Regions from separate parts of the Sus scrofa genome. Here all the other regions are linked to region 3. A link is a contact called in public HiChIP or PLAC-seq and promoter capture Hi-C data. All regions are on one chromosome and are shown on one strand. Each heading gives the region's core, a stretch centred on a gene start, on an enhancer-like site or on the middle of the called end of the contact. The rest is flanking DNA. Distances are from core to core; before and after follow the strand shown.

Region 1 (4,194 bases), core at 482-2,981, 160 kb after region 3:
TCCTCCAAGATTCACACTGAACTCCTGACCCTTCCTTCTCTCCCTGCCCCAGGGAGTGGCTGGATGGTTGTTTCTTTTCTTTTTTTTTCCCCTGCGGTCCTCTGGTAACACCACAAATTACGTTTTCAGGGACTCGAGTCCCAGAGTGCAATGATGTTGTAATAAACATAACCAGGACCAAATGCCTTCCCATCATATTAGATGATGCCATTTCCCACCAATCAGGCTCCTCTGGCGGGCAGACCACTCACCAATGAGGGACCAGACAAAGGCTGTGAGGGGAGACCTGGTCATCGGCAACTAAAAATAAGGGCGCTTCAGGATTGGCCACTGCCACTTTGCAACAGGAGTTGGGACCCACACGCCAGGCACCAGACAGAAGGCACACACAGGCAAAAACTTTCAGCCCAGGGGTTCACGTGGGGTGGGCTGGTCCCGATGTTGCCAAGGTTTTTTGTTTTTTGTTTTTTTTCCTTTTCCTAATTCGCTGACTTAAAAAATGAGATACTTGATCCAGAGGGAACCTCGCAGACACACCCTCGCTCCTAGACAGTTTCCAAGGCCCTTCGCAACCGTCTTGAATTGGGGAAAAGGAGGGGGGTGTCGGCCAGAAGCCCAGACACTCACCTGTCCGGCTGTGTCATAGAGTCCCAGGAGGTACTGCTTGCCCCCTACGGTGACGCTGACTGCAAGGGCAGAAGTGGGGGCGGGGAGAGAAGCTCACAATTATCTAGGCTCGGGGCGGTTTCGTTCCCCACCCGGACCCTCCTCTCCCAACCCAGCTGGAGGCACGCGGGCGCGCCTCCGGGGATGCCACCCCTTTTCCCCTGTGCCCGGCTCACCGGGAAGTGGCCTGAGGCCGGGGTGCGATGTGGCGCCCCAGCTGCCCAATCTCTTTTCCCAAGTCCCATAGCCACGTTTCCCTCACCCTCCTCCCCCAGGGCTTTGGGAAGTAAGGAAGGCGGCCCTAGGAAGGTCAACGAGGTCGGCCCGGGGCACAGAGGGGGTTAGGAAGTACTGGGCGTAGGGACGCCGCACAGAGGTCGGGGGTGAGAAGAGGGGTGGATCGGGCAGGCGGGGGGCTGCCAGAGGGAAAGCCTGGGGGTGGGGCCCGGCGCCCCGCGGAGGGCGCGGCGGGGGAGGGGCGGGGAGCGCGCGCAGGGGAGGCGGCTAGGGGGCTCAGCCAAAGTTGCTCCAAAGTTCCCGGCCCGGGGAGCGGCCCCTTAGTCAGCACTTCCGAGGCTTACCTGCGTAGTGGTCGAAGACGGTGGGCACGTACTCCTCCGGGAAGGCGTCGTTGGCATAGCTCATGAGTAGGCAAGTCTTGCCCACCGCCCCGTCGCCGACCACCACGCACTTGAGCATCAGCGCGCCGGGCCCGTGAGCCATGCTGCGGCCGGCCGGCCTCCGGGCATGGTCCCCCCGGAGCCCCCGCCCCGGCCCCGGGCTCAGCCCCAGCCCGCCTGGGGGGTCCGCCGCCGCCGCCGCCGCCGCTCCGCGCAGCAGGGCCGCCCCCCCGGCCCCATGCAGCGGCTCCCCCTGCCCGAGGGGAAGGGGCGGCGGGCCCGGGGCGCTGCCGCCGCCTCGGTCGCTGCCCGGATCCCCGCCCGGGCCCCGGTCGCTGCGCCTGCCCGCTGCCCCCGCTGTTCGGCGCCCGCGCCCTCTCCCCGGCCCGGCCTCCCCAGGAGGATCCGCTGGATCATAAGACTGGCCGGCCCCCGGGGAGACGGCAACTTTGGGGAGGGCAGCGGAGGGGAGGGGCCAGGAGGCTCTCCCCGCCCCGCGCCGGCCCAGGCCCCCTCCAGGCTCGGCCCGAGAGGAGGGCGGGCCCAGGCGCCTCCCCCGATCGCGGGCCACCCGCCCGGCGCCCCCGCCCGCCCGCCCGCGGGCTCCGGCGCCCCACGCCCAGCCTGCAGCCGCTGCTCGGCCCTGCGGGCTCACCCTAGCTTGACTCCCCGCGAGGGCTGCAGGGAGGGGGCGAGGAGGAGGAGCCGAGGAAGAGCGAGCGGGAGGAAGGTGAGGCTGGGGGAGGGGGCTGGAGACCAGCACTCGGGAGGAGCCGAGGGCTCCTCGCGAAAGTGCCGGCAGCTCTCAGAAGCGTCCAAAGCCCCCGATGCTGGGAGAAGACGTGGAGGCCTCCTGGGGAACCACGAAGACTGCTACGATGACGCAACAGTCCTGCAAAATTATACATATACATTTAAATTCCACCCGGAAGGCAGGATCCAGCCTATCGGCCTCTAAGTGCACAACAGAACTAGAAATCGGGAAGGAAGAAAGGCCAAGAGAGTTAAAAAAAAAAAAATTTTTTTTTTTTTTTTTTTTTTTTTAAGGCGCGCGGAGTGATGGGGCAGGGGTGGTGGTCCATGAGCTGGAAAGTGGGGACTTCTGGTTTATTGTTTGGTTCCCCCCTCCCACCACCACCAGCCTATGCTGTTCGCAGCAGAGCTTGAATCATTTACTATGAATCTGGTGACTAAGGGAGTTACAGCATCTTGAACCACAGATGCATTCCCCCCCTCCCCCTGATCCGTCAGAAAAGGGAGACTCCGAGACTGTGGAGGCGGCAGGTGTACCTGTGCTCCCCCTACAGGCGACATTCTCTGAGGCCCCTTTATGGTCCCCGTGTCCCTCGAAGGTATTAGGTTGTGGTCCCTGAGGAGTGATACACTCTAGAGCTCTAAGATGTGGCTTATGATCCAAGCGACATCTCCTATCCTCCTGCCTGGGAGAAGCTTTATAACACCCGTCTGGCCAGGTCCCATTCACTGGCCAACAATGCTCCTTCTAACTTTAGGCCCTGGGGGAGAGGGGTGGGGGAAAGAGGATACCCCACACGTTGACACCACGCCCCCCCTTCCCTTCAAGTGCTGACTTGAGTTCAATCGATTCCTTTCATCTCTTCGCAGGATCAGAAAATGCTATTCTGAGAGGCACTGCCGAGGTCAGCTGGACCATCTCTTATATCTCCCTAAGATTGTAGGTAAGCGAATTGAGACACACAGAGGTGAAGTGGTTAGTTATCGCAAAGCCTCCTCCTTGAATTCTAGCATTCAAGGACTTGGAACACACCTTGGGAAATGCTCAGTTGTGTGCTCATGCCACACTTCCCAGGCCTCAACTCTCAACCCCAAATCCGATTTCCACTGTCCTGGAAGATTTCCTGGATTATTGAAAGTTCCTCGTGGGGTCCCACTGAAAGTCTCACCAGGCCCCTCCATTTGTGTCTGAGTGTGGGTATTTATATTGCCAAACGCTTTAGATTATGCAATGACTCTGGAAGATACTCTGTGTGTGCGGAATGACAAGTTAAGGAAGGCAGTTCAGTGCCTTGAAGTTGGATCTTGGTTCAAGGCCAGTCTCCAGTCACTGCCACTTCCTTCTAGAGGGGAAGAAAAGAGAACTTGACCCCTTTGCCACAGGATCACTTCTTCAGGCAGCATTTGCTGGAGCTAGAATTCTGAAAGGAAGGTCTATGAGGAGAGATGTAGGAGCTACTAGAGTGCACTCAGCCAGGAGAGGGCATTTGGTTCCAGCTCTGACACTAGTTAGCCGTGTGACTTTGATCGTGCCACTTTTTTTCTTGGGGCCTCAGCTTTCTTATCAAGAAATGTGAGCTCATCCATAAGGGTGAAATCAGGGCTCACCCTCGAGAACGCTAGGGCCTTACAGCATGTGTCCTGAGAGATCCTGGTAAAAGCTTTGGGCCAGGGAAATAGCAGTTGCTGGAGACATGGGGCAGGCCTTTACGAGGGATAACTAGGTCTGTCCCAGGACTGTAGAGGGGATGCTTCCTGAGGCTCCCCCTGTTCAGGACTCGAGGCTCCCAGTTCTTATGCTCCTTTTCAGAGGGATGGGCATTTGCCAGGAATCCAGGGAGCTGGAGGATCAGCTCCAGAACCTTGCAAAATGGAAGGGACTCCAGGTTCTTTGGAAAAAGCTCTGGGAATAACAGAGGACTCCAAGTGGGGAACTGATGTCAGATGAATCATGCAGTGGTGACTTCATTGGTGATGGTGACCTCATCTTTTTGGCCCATGGAAAAGCCAAAACTGACTGCCAGGAGTACTTCGAGCTCTGGGCTGATTCCACCAGTTGCATGTGAAGTAGGAGCGGGAGGGGAGAGTTATTCTGACGCCCAGCTCAGCCCACTGATGGGTTAGCTGGAAGGACCAAACAGATCTCAACAGATAA
Region 2 (3,723 bases), core at 990-3,489, 230 kb before region 3:
TCAAAAAAAAAAAAAAAAAAACATCCAACACTCACTAATGTTCTATATTGTTTCTGAGCTTCCTCGGGCCATACAACTTTGGGCATGTGGGTTTTCCCCAAGGTCCAGCAAGTGACAGCAGCTCAACACTTTCAATTTGCTTAACAAGTTGGTCACCAACTTTCCCACTTAGAATAGAGCCTTAACCTGTGGCTACCTTGCCCTTCAGTTAACCAATTCCACATTTTAGTGTCTGGTTTTATGTCTTACTTATGGGACCAAATTATTTTCCTGTTAGGAATCTGTTCAGCTACAAGTTATAAAACATACAACCTAGAGAGGGCTTACACAAACGTATTGTCTCATGGACTAGAATGGGGCAAGAATGGAGACGGGGAGGTCAGTTGGGAAGGTCTCACCTAGTCTAGGTAGTAGATGATTGTTTCTTGATGTCAATGATATCTCAATAAAGTTTTTTTGGGGGGGAACCACTAGAATTTGGCTTGAAAAAAGTGAATGGCAGTGACATTTACTAAAATGGGCAAAACAGGGTGGTACATGTTTGGAGGTGAAAATTAATATATCGGGGGGCCAAGTTAAATGTATGCTAGTTAGACACTCATGTGGAGATATCACTGAGCTTGTTGAAAGAAGAGACCATGTCTTGTTTGTATTTGAATTAGTAAGAGTTTCTTCAGGGACTTTGGGATCCTGGAATTTTTCTCTAGGGTAGGGTTGACAGATTTCAAACTCAGTTGAAGGTGGGAAAAGGAATGAGTCATGATCAGTAGCAGTTATCCCGATCAACTTGCAGGGCCCTGATCTCCTAAAGCAGACTGCAGGGAGTGTTCTGGGATCATCTACTTAATCACTTTCTTTCTCTGTCTCTCCCTTTCTGGATCCAGGCTCACATGAAAATGACTATGTAGGAGTTGCCGTCGTGGCTCAGCGGTTAACGAACCTGACTTGCACCCATGAGGACGTGGGTTCGATCCCTGCCTTGCTCAGTGGGTTAAGGATCAGGCATGAGGTGTGGTATAGGTTGAAGATGTGTCTCGTATCTGGCATTGCTGTGGTGTAGGCCAGTGGCTTCAGCTCCCATTGGACCCTAGCCTGGGGAACTCCATATGCCTCAGGTGTGGCCCTAAAAAGACTGAAAAAAAGAAAAAAAAAAAAAAGATTATGTATCTTTATGGGCACAAATGGGAGAAGGAATTTTAAAAATGACAGTCCTACATTCACTTACCCATCTGATCAATAACTATTCACTGAACAGTCTTGTATAGGAGAAAAGGTATAAGGGCAGAATCATATGGGGCTTATCTGTTTGTTTCCTTTGTTAGTGGGTCAGTTTTTTGGGAGTGCTTTTTCCTGTCTTGAATGATGACTGATTTCACAAACCGCACAGGTAAAGTGGTATTTGAACTGGGCTGCCCATAAAATCTTGGTGGGACTCATATACGAGTGAATGTGTATTGTAGAAGATGCAGCTTGCAGAATGGAGCAATCAGAGGCTGCACGTAGGCCAGTCTTGGAAACGAGGGATCCAAGGCCAGCTCCAGTGTTTTTGGCTGTTTCATCATGAGAAGAATTAAAATTCCTTACTGCTGACTAAAAGAAAAACGTACAACATAGAAGTTGTGAGTTAAAAGTTTTATTAAGGGAACTTACTGGGGACTATAGTGGAGGAGACAGCTTCTCGGCTCTGAGGATCTGCTCTCAAGAGGTAAGGAACAAGCTAGGATATATATGAACTCTTTTGAGGGGAAAGACATCTAGTCAAGCATCAAAAGATTGCTGCTAATCGCAAAGAACAGACATCTCAAATTAATGCTTTTAGTGTCATTCTATGAAAGAGAAGATGCAAGAATATGGGGTCAGTTGAGAATTTTCCTTAGAGATACAGCTTAACTGAAGCCAGTATATCTATAGTACAGAATGTTTCCTGTTTTTCTCCATTCTGAATTCCCCTCAGGGCACACGGTGGGTGGGCAAGTACAGTGGCTCATGGCTTGATCCTCGGCGAACAGGACTGGCAGGCAACATTTTTTCTTTATACTATTATACTTCCCAACTTGCAGTCAGAGGAATGCAGGGACCTGTAAATGTGGAGGTGGAACCAAAAGCCAGTTTTGGCGCCCACCCCGTCGCATTAGCCATCATTTCTCTCTGGGGGGCTTCCTGCATTGCCTAGCAACCTGTCAGGACTCTGGGGGTTCAGATAGCCCAACGCAGGTCCCCACCATCCTCACCCTCTGGAGGGTGGGCAGAAGAAATGCCTCCGCCTGACCTTTACCGGGCCACGGTCCGTTACACGTGGAATCGCCCCAGCGGCCCGCACTACACCAGCGGAGCAGGGGAGGGGCTTCACGGCGCCAATGGGCGGGCAGAAGGGGCGCGCGTGCGCACAGCGGACGGGGAGTGGGGCGGGGCCAGGGCCAGGGAAAAGAGTTCTGAGGACCGGGGCTGTCGAGGCTCACGCCGGGGTGCTTCGCTTTTGCGGAAAGCTGTTTGGCAGCTGGTGGCAGAGAGGGTGAGTGAACCACGGGACAGTCGTGATCTGGCTGCGGCCTGTGAGGCCTGTGACCCGACCTTGGAGGAGGAGATCCGTGGGGCGGGCCTCAGGGGTCCTCAGCAAGGCGCGATCCCGGCGTCCTTCAAGGATCCCGGGGCTTCGGGCTCAGGTTGGGAGACAGGAGCGGCCTGGCTGCGGGTCTCGGACCCGAGCCGCCTCGAGAAGATAGCTGACTAGGAGAAGAGCCTCTTCCCGGGGAGAAGCCGCAGGGGCGATAAGCCTAATGGGCGCGGCCAATCTGCCGTGACCTGCGCGCGCGGGCCTGAGTCTTTGCTCTCCGTCTGCCCCTGGTACTCCGTCTCCCTCCGGGGGAGACAAATAAACAGGTCCTGTTGGGCTGGCGAGCTTGGCCACGTTGTGCCAGGGGAGTGGGGGAGGCGGGGGAACTTTGTATTCCCCTCTTGTATTTTTTGTCTGGTATGGCACCGCCATCCACCTGATTGCACAAGCCGGAAACCTGGGCGTCCTTCTCGTCCGCTGCACCCTTTACCCATCCACATCGAATCCATCGCAAATCTCTGGATACACCCACTTCGTCACACCCAGTCCCTCTGCTCTAGCTGGTTCAGGCCACCATCATCTCTCCCCTGGACTTCCTTGGTAGCTTCCTGACTAGCTCCCTGTATCTCCTTTTTCCTCTGTAGTTTGTTATGTACTGGAAAGCCAGAGTGATGGTTTTAAAACACAAAAAAGTCACCAGACCTACTCACTCTTCCCTTACTGCCTTTCTGTGAATTCCCATTGCTCTTTCAAGCTCTTGGACGGGCTTATGAGACCCCTCATGACCTTTCCTCTTTTTGCTTTAGTCTGTCGCATCTATCTCCACTATACTGTGTTTTCAACCACATTGAACCATTTTTGGTTCTCAGATTGGACATTCTTTTGGGCTTAGGCTAGAAGGCTAAGACTTGTTATGTCATTCCCTCTGCCAGAGGTGTTGTCCTTTAATTGAAGAAATCCTCTTTCATGTATTAATCCAGGTGTGGATTGGGGCTTCTGTGGTATCCTACAGCTGACTTATTTACTCTCTCTTTTCCCACCAGGCTGAAATCTGTGGGACAGGAGCCAGTCTGGGTCACAGTCCTATCCTCAGAACCTGTCAGCACCAGGCTTCTAGTAAAGCGTGTTAATTAAATGTATAAGTGGAGTTCCTGTCATGGCTCAGTGGT
Region 3 (3,787 bases), core at 408-2,907:
TTTGTAAATGTCAGGAATTAGTAAGATAACATATATATGATTAAGAAAATATTAAAAAGATTAAAGATCAAGCTGTACAATTCTCAGCTTCCTCTTCTCAGTGACATGAAGAACCTCCACCGGCTGCCACAGAGGTGGATTCTGTAGACTGCCACTGCCTAACCCAGGTATGCATTTTTTACGTTCTTAACCCACTCTCAAGAGTGTTATGCAAGTTCAGGATATTAAAATTAAACTAAACATCTGACATTAAGATTCCCAACTGTTAGAACACTCAACCTGATCTTCACATTGCCTTCTAGAGCTGCTAACTAACCAACATCTTCCCACTTCAACGCTTAAAAGTTAAAATATGTTAAACTATAGAATTTGTGGTTCAATTTTGCATGACCTTGTAAAGAAACAATGAAAAGCAAGGAGAGAAAGCATTCGAATTACCTATTAATCTTGCAGAATAAAAGTCAGTAGCAAAGTGTAATAGTACAGTCCAGCCAAAATGCTACGTTGGGAGGAAGTAAGCCATTGCAATGGATGGAGAAACCTGAAGAAAGGATCTTCTCAGATGGAGAAGCTGCTACAAGAATTTCAAGGAGCAGTTTGAGAAATTCCAGCAAAACTAATAACTGGTAAAACACCACCGAACACATACATATATTTTAAAATAAAAGATAACGTCCAAGGTCCACCTTTTTGTTGGAATACCAAAAGAAAATGTGATCTCGACTCCAATCCCCCTGCCTTTCAAAGTTCAGAACCAAGCCAAGATGTGTACTTAAAACTGTTTCTGAGCATCCTTCTTTAAAAGCAACTCCCTCTCCAGCAAGTCACTTCCCTCTGGCTACTTGAACGTCCAAATCCCAGCACCAAAGAATCTTAGGGCCCCAAGGAGTTGCAGAGGGGTCTTTCAGTGCCCGCCTGAGCATCCCTTCCCACCTCCCGTTAAACTCCGGAGGTGCTCCAGTCACTTTCCCCATCCAAGCTCCCCAGTTCTCTGGCTCACCTCCCGGTGGACCTCTCTTCTCGTCGACCTTGAGGACCCCGGGATCGGAGCTTTAGAGCCCCAAATGACTTGGCCGGTAACCCCTAGCCTGCGGCGCGCGCAAATGCCCCAGTCTCCGGTGACCTCCCCTCGATTCACCGCGACCCGTATCACGAACGCCCTCCGACTAGCTCGGAGCAACCCCCTTTCCCTTAAGCGACCTATGTTCCTCCAACCAGAAAAACAATTCCACGAAATGCATCGAGAACCTACTAAGTGCAAGCTCCCACTATGCGCCGCAGGGTCTGCACCGGGCTCCCGGCCCGGGTTTGCGGTCCCCCGCCCGTCGTCCTCTTGCCTGCCAGAGGGCCGGCGCTGCCTCCACCCGGGGTGGAGGCGCCGGCCGGAGGCGGACTGCGCCGGGCGCGGGCACCGGGGCCGGAGAGGCGGCCGCTAACGGAGGCGCGAGGGTCCGGGAAGCGCACACCGGCCGGGCTGGCCACGGAGACACTTACCGGTCGGGGCGCGCAGAGCGGCCTCATCCAGGGGCACCTGCGGCCAGGCAGGACGGGCCCGGACGGCGCAGTCACCGAGAGGGCGAGTCTGCCCGCCTGCCGTCCCGTCCCGCTCCCTCCGACTGCCCGTGCGAGCGCAGTCTTGCTTCCTCCGGACGGAGTCCGGGGACCCCAGCTCCGCCGGATGCCCCCGCCAGGCCCCCACCCCTTTCCCCGGCCGCCTCCCCCTCTTCACCCTTTTCCCCTCCCCCCTCCCCGCGCCCCCACCAGAATGGAAAATACCTCCCCGGGCGGGGGGCGGCGGGGGCACGCCTCTCTGAAGGGCAGCCTACCGTGACCAATAGCAGGCGGGGCTCTGGAGGGGCGGGATTCTTAGTGGCCAATCCGAAGGCGTGTAGGTGAAGGCCGAAGTAGGGAGGCAGGGAGCGAGAGGGGGGCGGCCCGGGAGTCAGGGAGGTCCGGCCGCTCGGGTGCGCGCTGTGCGCGGCTGCCATTTTGGAGTCGGGCAGCTGCGACGGCGGCCGGTCCGGCCCGGGGAAAGAGAGGAGCCAGTCAGGTGGGAGAGAGGCTGTCACGTGGGTTTGAGGGGCGGTCTGCGGCCTGAGGGGAGGGGTCAGCGGCGGCGAGTCACGGGGGCTGAAGAGGGTCACGTGGTCAGAGAACGGCCATCAGTGGGCTTGGGGGCGGAAGGTCAGCCTTGAGGTGGAAGAAGGAGGAAAGCTTTGTCCCTGGTTTCTCTCTGTTAGGGAAAAGGAAAAGAAAAATGTTGCATGGAGGACGGGAGTGCCGGCTCGGAAAATGTGAATGAGCCTTCCCGTTAGTAAATGCAAAGATCCACGGGAACCTGGGCACTTAGTTTAATTCAAGCATTCCCATCCCCACGCCCGGCTGTCAAAAACGTGACTCATATAAGGATGGAGGGGGTTCGTCTCCCATTTTTTGCCTGTACTTTATATGGAAGGGCCCCCGCCCTAGAAATGGCTGAAAGGATAAAAGCGTAGTTGAGGCATTGTGACGCCTCCAGGACAGGCCATCTGGCCTTATAGAAACCTCTTCTTCATTCACAAACTTAACAGGCACTTCTGTGTTAAGACATTACCGTGATCGTATTCCGACGCCTCCAAATTAAAAAAAAAAACCAAAAAAAAAAAAACTTGACCATCTAGCTCTCATCTTTATTTCAATTCATGCTTCCAGGATAGGCTAAATTATATTCCTTACTAATCCACTGAAAATGCACCTCTTAAGGCAACCAGTGGCGTCATATAATCGAGTTCAAGAGTCACTTTTTGGTTCTTACATGATCTCTTTTGCAGTAGATTCTACGGACTACATCCTTATTGAATCTTTTTCCTCCCCAAGGCACTCCTCACTCCAGTTTCCCTGAAACCGTACATAAACCTTTAGATGATCTTTCTCTTCAATTAACCTTTCTAAATTTATTCTCTATTGGCTCTTGAAGAGAGTCCCAGGATCTGATCCTTAGTCCTCTTCTCAGAAGGTACATGGTCATTCTACTGCACACAGGGTGGTCTAGCCATTTTGATGGCTGAGTGTATGCAGATGAGGTCCCAATCTGCATACATAGTCTCCTCTTGAACCTAATCAGGACGTACCCAAACTGGAACTCAAATACCCTAAGAGGTCCACAAACTTGCTCCTTCCCATCTGTCCCTTATCTTCTTTGATAATATCACCATCCATTCCCTTAGCCAAACCAGAACCTGAGTGATCCTCTAGGCTACTGTCACTGCTGCAACACTTCCCTACCCTTTCAAACTTTGTCATGCCGATTATATTTACCCTTTGTCTCAATTTCTACAGCCACTGCCTCACCTGGGCCGTTTATTCATTTACCCAGTATTTACTAAGCATTTTACAACATGCCAGGATTGTTTGAGTTGCTCAGGATGTAGTGGTGAAGCAAACTGACAAGGTTCCTGAATAGGGTGAGACAAAATGTATATGAGGAAAGTAGCAAATAAATAATTCGGGGGTGATAAGCACTATGAATATCTCTCCCCCAGAAAAACAGGAAAACCTGTAAAAAAACCTCCCCAAATCGCTGCACAGCTCGTCACCTCAATCTCCCTCCTGCCTCCCCAACCTGCTCAACACTTTCTCAGCCTTTCTTCTTATTCTCAAAGAAAAGATGACCCTGATCCTTTCATCTGGAGTGATTTTATTTCTTGTCATCTGCTAGGACTTTCCTCTATCTTTATGTTACAGCTGCCTCAATACAGAGCCCCCGACTAGGAGATTAGCTATTCTGTCAGAGATGACGGACTAGAGA

What was found. Promoter capture Hi-C pulls out the DNA fragments that hold promoters and counts their contacts. HiChIP or PLAC-seq counts read pairs in DNA pulled down with a chosen protein or histone mark.
Region 1: an H3K27ac HiChIP or PLAC-seq map of alveolar macrophages shows a contact between it and region 3. The contact joins the promoter of RHOQ here to the promoter of SOCS5 in region 3. A contact is called at or near these places in 2 of 47 Hi-C or Micro-C datasets (liver and skeletal muscle) and 1 of 2 datasets of contacts at active chromatin or transcription factors (alveolar macrophages).
Region 2: a contact with region 3 is called in a promoter capture Hi-C map of liver, with 2.0 times the contacts expected there. The contact joins the promoter of MCFD2 here to the promoter of SOCS5 in region 3. A contact is called at or near these places in 2 of 5 promoter capture datasets (fetal liver and liver), 1 of 47 Hi-C or Micro-C datasets (skeletal muscle) and 2 of 2 datasets of contacts at active chromatin or transcription factors (alveolar macrophages and skeletal muscle).

Annotation. Positions count from the first base shown.
Region 1 is chr3:94,010,929-94,015,122 of Sscrofa11.1, forward strand. RHOQ (rho-related GTP-binding protein RhoQ) reads right to left here and starts at 1,732. Exons shown (of 5, transcript XM_005662574.3): 1 at 1,248-1,732; 2 at 628-686. The coding sequence starts at 1,389. ATP6V1E2 (V-type proton ATPase subunit E 2) reads left to right here and starts at 1,324. Exons shown (of 5, transcript XR_002342728.1): 1 at 1,324-2,016; 2 at 2,910-2,983.
Region 2 is chr3:93,618,682-93,622,404 of Sscrofa11.1, forward strand. It overlaps MCFD2 (multiple coagulation factor deficiency protein 2), which reads left to right and starts at 2,240. Exons shown (of 4, transcript XM_021087556.1): 1 at 2,240-2,512. The coding sequence starts at 2,255.
Region 3 is chr3:93,852,419-93,856,205 of Sscrofa11.1, forward strand. It overlaps SOCS5 (suppressor of cytokine signaling 5), which reads right to left and starts at 1,658. Exons shown (of 2, transcript NM_001162890.1): 1 at 1,495-1,658.